Regions from separate parts of the Hordeum vulgare genome. Here region 2 is linked to region 1. Evidence: chromatin contacts called from public Hi-C data. All regions are on one chromosome and are shown on one strand. The core of a region is the stretch at or near the end of the contact, and the rest is flanking DNA. Distances in the headings are between cores, read along the strand shown. Region 1 has its middle 100 kb from the start of LOC123397690. Region 2 holds the start of LOC123397689.

Evidence for each region. A called contact is a pair of places that touch in the nucleus more often than the background predicts.
Region 2: a contact with region 1 is called in a Hi-C map of seedling, with 7 times the contacts expected there. The contact joins the promoter of LOC123397689 here to the enhancer-like site in region 1. A contact is called at or near these places in 2 of 6 Hi-C or Micro-C datasets (leaf and seedling) and 1 of 1 datasets of contacts at active chromatin or transcription factors (embryo).

What each region holds. Positions count from the first base shown.
Region 1 is chr5H:98,642,623-98,647,142 of MorexV3_pseudomolecules_assembly, forward strand. No RefSeq gene overlaps it. Among protein-coding and RNA genes, the nearest start is that of LOC123397690, 100 kb to the right of the region's middle. Within about 2 kb of position 3,164, at least 1 of the 3 cell types and tissues checked has open chromatin away from gene starts, as enhancers often do. A contact at or near this core is called in seedling, where this site is marked.
Region 2 is chr5H:98,974,695-98,979,598 of MorexV3_pseudomolecules_assembly, forward strand. LOC123397689 reads left to right here and starts at 2,183. Exons shown (of 5, transcript XM_045092227.1): 1 at 2,183-2,272.

The DNA.
Region 1 (4,520 bases), core at 1,914-4,413:
GAATCTTCAAAAGGTTCCCAAACCAATAAAAAACAGGACCAGAACCTTTTAAAATTTTCCCAAAACCTTAGGCAACATTGCTGAGCTTTATTAAAAAACTGAAAAATTCAGATGAATTGACAATGTCTAAAGGAACTCCAAGCTACCCATGGCAACCCTCATTCAAATTGTTTGCATATTTACCTACGTTGCGAGCCTCAGACTTGTTATTGTGTTGTTCATGGATGAGATGTCACTCGCAGAAGGGTATATAGCACTTTACAATTTCCTCGGTATCTTTAAGACACTCTTGCAATCATATGCCAGATGAACCGTGTGTTTGACCAGGTCTATTGCTAGACACAAACCCTCTCCACATGCTATTGCATCGCTCGTCATTGTATATGTTATACCGCTATAAACAAGTGTTGATGCCTCCAAAAAGATGTCTTTGATAACCCAAGACCGGATGCGAACTACTTGTCAGCTATCTAAGATGGACAAGCTAAGTTCAATTGCTAGCTTGATTGTGTTGTGTGTGACCGTGCGACTACTTGACGCAGAATGCTTGAGGCGCCCGATTTAACAATTTTCATGTACATCGCTCACGTACCTTTCGTTGCGTTTCTAAGCATGCCGACCCATAATTCGCATGTCCAATCATCGATTTTGGGAACCTTCTAGAAGGTTCCCATCAACTTTCGTGGGACGATTCTTCCTTGTCTTTTTTGGGCTTGGTTTTTCATTTTTACTTATCATTTTATTTTCCTTTTTCCAAATTCATGAACTATTTTGAAGTGCAAATTCTTTTCTAATCCGTGAACATTTTATAATCCATGATTTTCTCTCCAAAGTGTAAAGATTTTCAAGCTGTAAACTTTTCAAATCTTTGAAAGTCTTGTAACCGCATTTTTTTTCAAACTCATGATTTTTTATTCAAATTCATAAAAAAATCAGATTCATTGTTTTTTCAGATCCACGAAATTTTTCAAAATTGTGAAAATTTTCAATTTGTAACCTTTTTCAAATTCATGATTTTTTCCAAACCATGAACATTTTAGACCACAGACTTTTCAAACCTACGGGCTAAGTATGCGAACGAGCGCTTGAAGCCCCGATTAAGAGCTCTCGCCTTTGTGTGTACTATACGTGGAATTGGATGTATAGCTCAAGACAAGGCGAATCAACTAGAAAAATATGATGGGCCCTGAAAACATGATGTGCAGGCCCGTGCCAAAAAAACCATGATGTGAAGGCATTTGCTTGTCGTGAAACATGATGGATCCTGAAAACATGATGTCCTCATGTGCATTCACTTGCTCGTCGTGCCCGTTTTCCAGTCCATTGAGAATGTCAGTTGTAGGAGCTGCCCAAGGCCCGCTATTTCGTTTGACATGAGATGTTCTTTTTCTTTTTGAAACGTTGACATGAGATGTTGGTTACCCATGGAACCCCGCATGATATGTCTGGAGTTTTAGTTTTTACTAGCAAAATGGCCCTTGCGTTGCAACGGAAGAAAAAACATCATAATTTTCAACGGCGATAACCATATTTTGCTACATCACCGAAAAATACATTATCACTTTCATTTTTGTGAAATCATATTTTTGAAAAATATTTGAAATTGTGATAAAAATTCAAGTTCGCGAACATTTTCTAAAATCAGGAATATATTTTTGCATTCATGAACATTTTAGACTATTTGTAAATATATATTCTTAAAATGTGAACATTTTTAAAATATTTTTCTTGAATCAGCGAACTTATCTAGAGTCGACACACACAATAAATCTAAATATTGCAACGTCTACATTTTCATCTAATGAAACTTGATGGAGAAAAATGAGGATATGTGACCCAGTGACAGTTCGCTCGCCCGAGCTCTTGGTGGAATTTACTATTATGGTATAGTTATGGATTTGATAATAATATATTCTGTCAGTTGCTACGAAAAATCTATGAATGCAAACTACCAACAACATATTCAAATCTAGAAGAAAACTAGAAAACTTGAGAGACAAAACAAAAAGTTTATTTTGACAGCAATACTCCTCTAAATGGCATATACTGTCAGATTTTGTTTTGTACTGAAATTTTTAGACACCAAAACCTGAAATGTAATACAATCCCAAAAAAAAGAGGTAAAGGAGATACTGAAATTAAAAAGCAAAAATAATAATTTAAGAAAGGCAGCAACAGGGATCGAACTCAGGTATCCGGATGAAAGAGCATGACTCAGATCAGTGGGATGCGCGTGGAACTGTGATTTGTTCAGGTATTATTTTAAATGGAGAATGGACGAACGCCTGACTCCAAAAAAAAGGAAAACAAATCGTTTTTTCCACTCACCGGTGGCATAGGGGCGTAATTCCTGCGAAGTCTAGGGGCAAATTCCGCAACGAACGACAGAAGCGGTAGCTCTTTTATTATTATAGCAAAAGAGTCCGTGCGTTGCAACAGAAGCAAATCATACAACACGTCTTAACCTAATAATCATTACTTGAGATCTTTATTGTTTCTCACTTAAAACGGACTGCGGGTTGATTTTGGAAAACTTCAAGGGATTTTCTACAAAACAACCACGACGGACGGAAGAAGCAATGCGTGCTTTATTATTAGGGAGAGATTTTTGGACTCCGACGTCTCCTGTTCGCGTTCCCTTGGCGTATGAGGAGCTCCATGCGCGCACGGGCCTTGGACATTTCTGGTCTCGTGTTACCGACGGCGTCCGCTCGGCTCGGCTAGCTCTGTCACCTTGGTTCTGATTGCCAAGTTCTCGTGCCTAATCGAACGCCATCGTTTTCCCCAGCCGGCAGCGTTTTTAATTCGTATCAGGGACGATCCCGGTTCAAATCTCTTGGGCAGAGATTTGCCGTGAAGAAAAGTCAATCAACGTCGGGAGCCGGCTCCACCCAACTCCGGCTCAGGTTCCCCGTCCCTGCATTGCACGCAGTGCCTTCGTACAAACAAGTCGACAGCAACAAAACTGTATTCTTGGATAAAAAATGAGATGGAAAATAAGTAAAAATGAAAAAAGAAATGGACATGAAATGCGCCTGGACGTTGTTTCCTCCGCTACTGCTCATTAAAAATGCCATTGGCCTGGCCGCGGTGGCAGCTAGCCTCTGCAGCTCCTAGGAAGCCTACGCTCGGCAGTTGGCACTTCCCAACGCAGCAACAGCGCCAATCTGCAGCTCCTCTCTATCCGGCCCTCTGCGTAGCAAGCTACTACTAGTACTCCATCTCTATCCCGTGAGGAGTAATGCGCGCGACGCAGGCTTGTAGCGTCCCATCTCTCTTCACTCGCATTACGGGGAAACGGGAAGGGGTCATATTCTCAACATCCGCCTCCTGAACCGTCCGGTCTGCATGCCATGCCCTCTCGCGCGCGTGCATGCGCATGTCCCAAGCACAATGCATACACTACTCCCGCATTGATCTCTCTACCTCTCTCTCTCTCTGTGTCTTTCCCAACGTTGCCTAGCTATTTCAATCCCTACCTATAGGAGCCTAGCACGGGAGTGAGCAATCACATGCATGGCCTCCCTCGGTCTGTCTCGATATAAGGGCATCTTCAACAGTTTGTTGGTTAGGTTGTTAGTAAAATATGCCATGTCATCAACCAACACCTTAACATACAACTACTCCAATGGGTTGTATCTAGTTTGCCCAATAAGATGTGATGTAATAAATAAGGTGCTCTCTCATTCTACATTGGAGCTTGTGCAAGGGTGTTGGTTAATTTACATACAACCTTGCTCTCTTTCCTCATTTATTGCATGACACATCATCAAAAATCCTATGTGTCAAAATTACCAACAACTATCTTATAACCATTGGAGATGCCCTAACAAATCATACTAGTACTACTCCCTCAGTACCTAAATATAAGTCTTTTAAGATATTTCACCAGATGTTTACAAACAAAGCAAAATGAATAAATCTATACTCTAGAGTATGTATATATACATCCGTATGTAGTTCATTAGTTAAACCTTTAGAAAGAATTATATTTAGGAACGGAGGGAGTAGTATCCATTGTTTGCAAGCTCACGAGTAGCTGATTACCACGCATGCAGCATGCAGACACGCACAGTAATGCCGTCTTCAATTGCTAGCCTCCTCCTCCTCCTGTGAGCATGGAGGTCAATCGGTCGAAGCAAAAAGGTTCCACAAGATCTCGTCGCAGGCATGAGATGGATTCGTGGATTCCATATTTATGTCGTTGCGTGGCTTGAGCATTTCGTTGCCTACTCATGTACTCCCTTGGTCCATAAATAAATGTATATTTAGTTTAAAATTTGTCCATAAAAAAATACACATCTATCTTTCCGATGCATTATAAAGTAGAGAACAAATAGCATCGATTAGTAGAACCAATTTGCTGACAGTTGGGGAACGAAATTAGGGTTCATCACGCCGGTGAGTAAAGCAAAGCAGGGCGGGAGGACAAATCAGAGCGGGGCGGCGGTGGCTGGCGCCGGCGGCAGAGAGGGAGATGTCGTGGTCGTCGAGTACTTCTGTCGCGCCCGGCTTCCGTC
Region 2 (4,904 bases), core at 933-3,432, 330 kb after region 1:
GCATCTTGGGCGTGACAGGTGCGCCATCGATTCTGGAAAAGGAATTGATGTCATAGGATTCGTCTATGACAAGATCGTGGAGAAATTCAAGGGCTTGGTTATTTCGAACGATAAAATTGAGGCGCTAGGGTTTTATGGGGAATGGGAAAAGATAATGAGAATTCCATGCAACTATACACTTGCCGCATGAGCTAGTCGGTATTTGACAAGTCAGTCAAAGCTAAAAACAGCCTATAATATGATATAAAAACACTCGGGGGTTGATCAATCCGTTTTAACACGTTTAAGGGGTACTTTCTATATGGCAACCAACGCGTCGGAAACCAATGAAGCACGCACCCAACCGCTCCCTCATGCGCCGGCCTATGTGCGGGGTAAGAAGCCCCTTGTTTTTTTTTGCTTTTTTCTTTCCATTTTAACTTTTATTACTTTAAAAAAATAATTCAAGGTTTTAAAAAATTTGCGAATTGTGAAAAGAATGTTCACGAAATGATAAATGCTCACGTATTCAACATAATTCATGATTTCAAGAAAAAGTTGATCTATTAAGAAAATCTGCACAATTTTCAAAAATATTAATGAATTTCATAATAAAAATTCCAAAAAAAGTTCATGTATACATGAATTATATAAAAAAATCATGGATTTCTATGAAACCTTCACAATATTCAATAAATGGTCTGGTATTTAAACAATTGTTCCCAGAATACAAAAAATATTTGCTTATTCAAAAATTATTCGTGAACTCAAACAATGTTCATCACAAACATTTTTTCCTGAAATTAAAAATGTGTTCCCATATTTCAAAAATTGTTCACTCGTTCAAAAGAAAATGTTCATGGTTTAAACATTTATCATGATTTTTAGAAACATTCACAATTTCAAAACAATGTTCATGAATTTCAAAAAATGATAATGATTCAGAAAATGTTCATGAACATGAAAGATGTGTGCAAATTGGAAAAAACAAAGAAAGAAGAAAAGACATAAAAGAAAAATAAAAAACCCAGAAAGAACAAATGGAAAAAGAAAAAGATAGAAAAAATAGAAATGCAAAATAAACAATTTAGGGCTAGAACCTCCCCAAAACCTGGATAAGATGAAATCGGGGAATGGGCTGGCCAATACAAATAGCAGCACGCAAGGGGGGTACGCGGTAGGTCGCTGATCGGCGAGCTAAGAGCAACTAGTTAGCGAGCACTTATTCGGGAGCCTCCGAACGATCACTCCCACACGCCACCACTTGGCGCGTTCTCAGCTCCGCCACGTGTCACGCTCTAAGCTTACTAACCAACACAACCATTGCACACTCGTGAATTTAGTAGTGCTAAATTGTAAGAACAATTATGGACTCACTATTTATTCATCACCTAGTTTTTTATTTCTTTTTAAGAAATTGTGAATTTAAAAACGTTCATCGATGTTGAGACAAAAAATTCACAAACTTAAAGAAAGTTTATCGATTTTGAGAAATATTTCATCTTTTTGAGGAAAAGTTCACAAACTTAGAAAAATTCACCGATTTTTAAAAAACTTTATGAAAAGGTTTAAAAAAATTATCATTTTTGAAATAAAATTCATTGTTTTTTTATAAAAGTTCATCGACTTTGTCAAAAAAAACATCGAGTTTGAAAAATAGTTAATTTATTTTGAAAAAAGTTCACAAATTTGAAAAATCGTCAATCTTGAAAAAAGTTCAACAAATTTAATTTTTTTTTATTGAATTTGTAAAAAATTTAAAAATATTTGAAAAATCTTTTAGTTAGAAAAAAGTTCATCCAAATTGATGGTAAGATAAAAGGAAACTGTAAAAAAAGAAAAACTAAAACAAAAAACAAAAAAGAAGAAAAAAGAAAGAAAACATGATAAGATAAAAAATGATGGAACTTTGTGCATTACGTTTCCGTGGTGGGGTGGTTACTACAGTGCGCAGTCAGTCAGCAGATCCCCGGTTTGATTCTCAACTCTTACCAGTTGCCGACGCCTGCAGCGTTTGCCAGAGCTACATGCCAAATACTTGGAATGACCCGTTTAAAGTACAGGACTACAGGGTCTTTTGAGATGGATTTAACGGTGAAAACTATACTTTCTGACATTATTACGTGGGCTTTATGGGTCACTAGGCAACGGAATAAGCCCAACCCAATATCGAACAGGTCTATGGGCAAGTACCAGCGAGGTATCCCTTGCCACGACGTAGCAGTCGTTCACACACCGGTCCAGAGGCCGCCGCCGCCGCCGCCGCCGCCGTCGGCCGCTACGAGAACCCCAGGTACACTGGCGCCCTCAAGCATTGTGCCTCCTTGAATCCCGCAGTTACTCTCCACCTCGAGTCCCTCTCTCCTCTCCCCCCGGCCCCCGCCATCCATCTACTGGATCGCTGTGGAGTGATCCTACCGGAATGGTTGGAAACCTAGAGGTTGATCCGACTGATCTCGCCAGGTTTGATCCGACGACCGAGCTCCATGCCTCCTCCGAGCAACTACACCTCCCTCCGGCGACGGCGACAGCCTCGTCTACCTTCTCCTCCTCCGGCTACGCCTACTCTCTACTCCGACGCGCTCACCGCAGTCTCTCACCGACGTGCTAGATGTCCCCAGACCTGCGAAGGCTAGCCGAGTCTCCTCCTCTTTGCCTGTTTTTTCGATGCTCACCCCGCTCTTGGGTGCTGGGGATGGAGAGCATCTTGTCCCCACTGACTGCAGTTCTTCCTCAGCAATGCGAATGTTTAGTTGACCATCACCTTGTTAAGCAGCCATGAGTGAGGTGTCCCACCATTTCCCCGCGGATGAACTTTGTGCATAGATGTATCTTTGCTAAACACTGGCAGGATAGGTAGGCCATCATATATCATTACAGCCCATTTAGCAAGCTTGGATGGCACCGGAGTCTGCTTCAACTAATTATATTCACAAGGCAACCGAGCTGTCCACAGATCTGTTGTAGATGTTGTGGTTTCAGTTTCCTAACCCTCTTTCTCGATGGCAATTGATCTGCAGCTTTGCATCTTGGGGGACAACTTCTGAGAAAAAACCATCGCTAATCATGGCACAAAACTGATTGCATCTAAACCCTTGTCCTATTTTACTGGTTCCTGAAACAGCTAGAGCCAGTTGCTGCATCTATGTGCACTGAATTGCTTTCCTCAAACAGCTAGAGCCAATTGCTTCATCTATGTGCATCGAATTGCTATATATTCTGGTTTCATCCTAGAGTTATTTATACATAGCCGCAACGATCTAAACTCTAATGCTTTTCCATGATTCAGTTGCCACTTGCTTTGAGTGTGTGGGCACTGCAGTCCGCCTGTAACTTAGCCCCTGGAGCCACTGAGCAAGTACTCCCAGTTCCTTAGGATTTAACATGAGTAGCATGCCTCATATCATGGATATATGATAATTCATGAAGTCTGATCACAGCTTTCTCCCAGAGTAGAGGTTATATCAGTTCCTGTCTTTTTTTCCCATCATTAGTTCTTGCCAAATAGAAGTTCTCGCCAATTAGGTCTCTTTCTTGCTTTATTTACTTGTATGACTTTATTTTCCTTACACTGTCTTGCTTGTGTGACTTTATTTTTCTTCCTCTTCTGGATATACTGAAGGACTGAACATAGTGCACTGCAATTAGTTGTCCAAACATTATGATTTGTTTTGATCTTTTCACAATATTTCTGATATTTTTTTGCCTGGAATCCTCCCTGGTAACCAAAGAAGCCCCAAATAACCCACCCTCTCCTTTCCTTCTCCATGAAATGCCTGGATCAGTATAATTACTGTGAATTTGCAGTGTCCACAGTTTAGTAGAAATTGCTTGTGGAAGAAAGGCATCTTCTTGAACGGGTGTTCACAAGGTCTTGTAGTTTGCTCTTTGTCTCTTGGGTAGCAGCCCAAGGCCCATCTAATTTTATAGATGTTGTGATATGTTGGTCTGTAATGTTTGTGTTGATCAACAAAGGAGCAATTCAGGCCTGTTTACTACTCCCTCCGTCAGGAATTCCTTGTCGCAAAAATGAATAGAAATGGATGTATCTAGAACTAAAATACATCTAGATACATCCATTCCTCGGACAAGTATTTTCGGACGGAGGGAGTATTTGGATGATCCTTGCTTTGGAAGCTGGTACTTTCATGCAGTCTCTTACTGCTTGTACCAAGGTCCTTGGTGTGATTGTAAGGTTGTATCCTCAAATGCACGGATACTTCAGCCGACCAGCGAATTCGTATTGGATACCGTATCCGGTACTGATACTCCTCCGATACGCCCCCGATACATAGGATACTTTGCCAGGACATTTTGGATGCTTTTCCATCCCAGGTAAGAGCCCACTCAGCCCAATTAAGAGGCAACCAGCAACCCTAGTGCCCCGATGCGCCCCATCGGTTCCCTCACAGCATCTTTCCTCCCTCCCGTGCTCACACCAGCCGGTCGCCAACGGCTGCTCACCCAGGTCCCAGGGCCGCCGGCGGCGACGGCGGCCGCTAGCCGGTAACGAGCTGCTCCTCCTCACCAACGTCCTCTCTCACGCAGCAGCCATGTATGTACAGTTCTCTTCTCCATTTCTCCTGCCCAGCCAAGCTCATCTCCTCTTCTTTCTTCTCTGATCTTTGAAGATCTCTTATTCTCATCTCCTCCAGATTGCTTTGAGTAGCTACAACGTATCCGTATTGGCACTTTTCTAAAATGGAGAATTTATGTATTCGTATTGGCCCGATACTGATACCCGTATCTGTATTGGTGCATTCGAGTTGTATCACATTTTTGGATATGGTTCTGTTCCCTTGTTTCTTGCAAGTTGTTGATATATAGCTTTTGTGTGCATATTGGTATTTTTTAATCTATACTCTTTTCTGTGGTAGTATGTTGTACTGGTGTGTGTGCCTTGAACCTTTTTGTAATGAAAAACA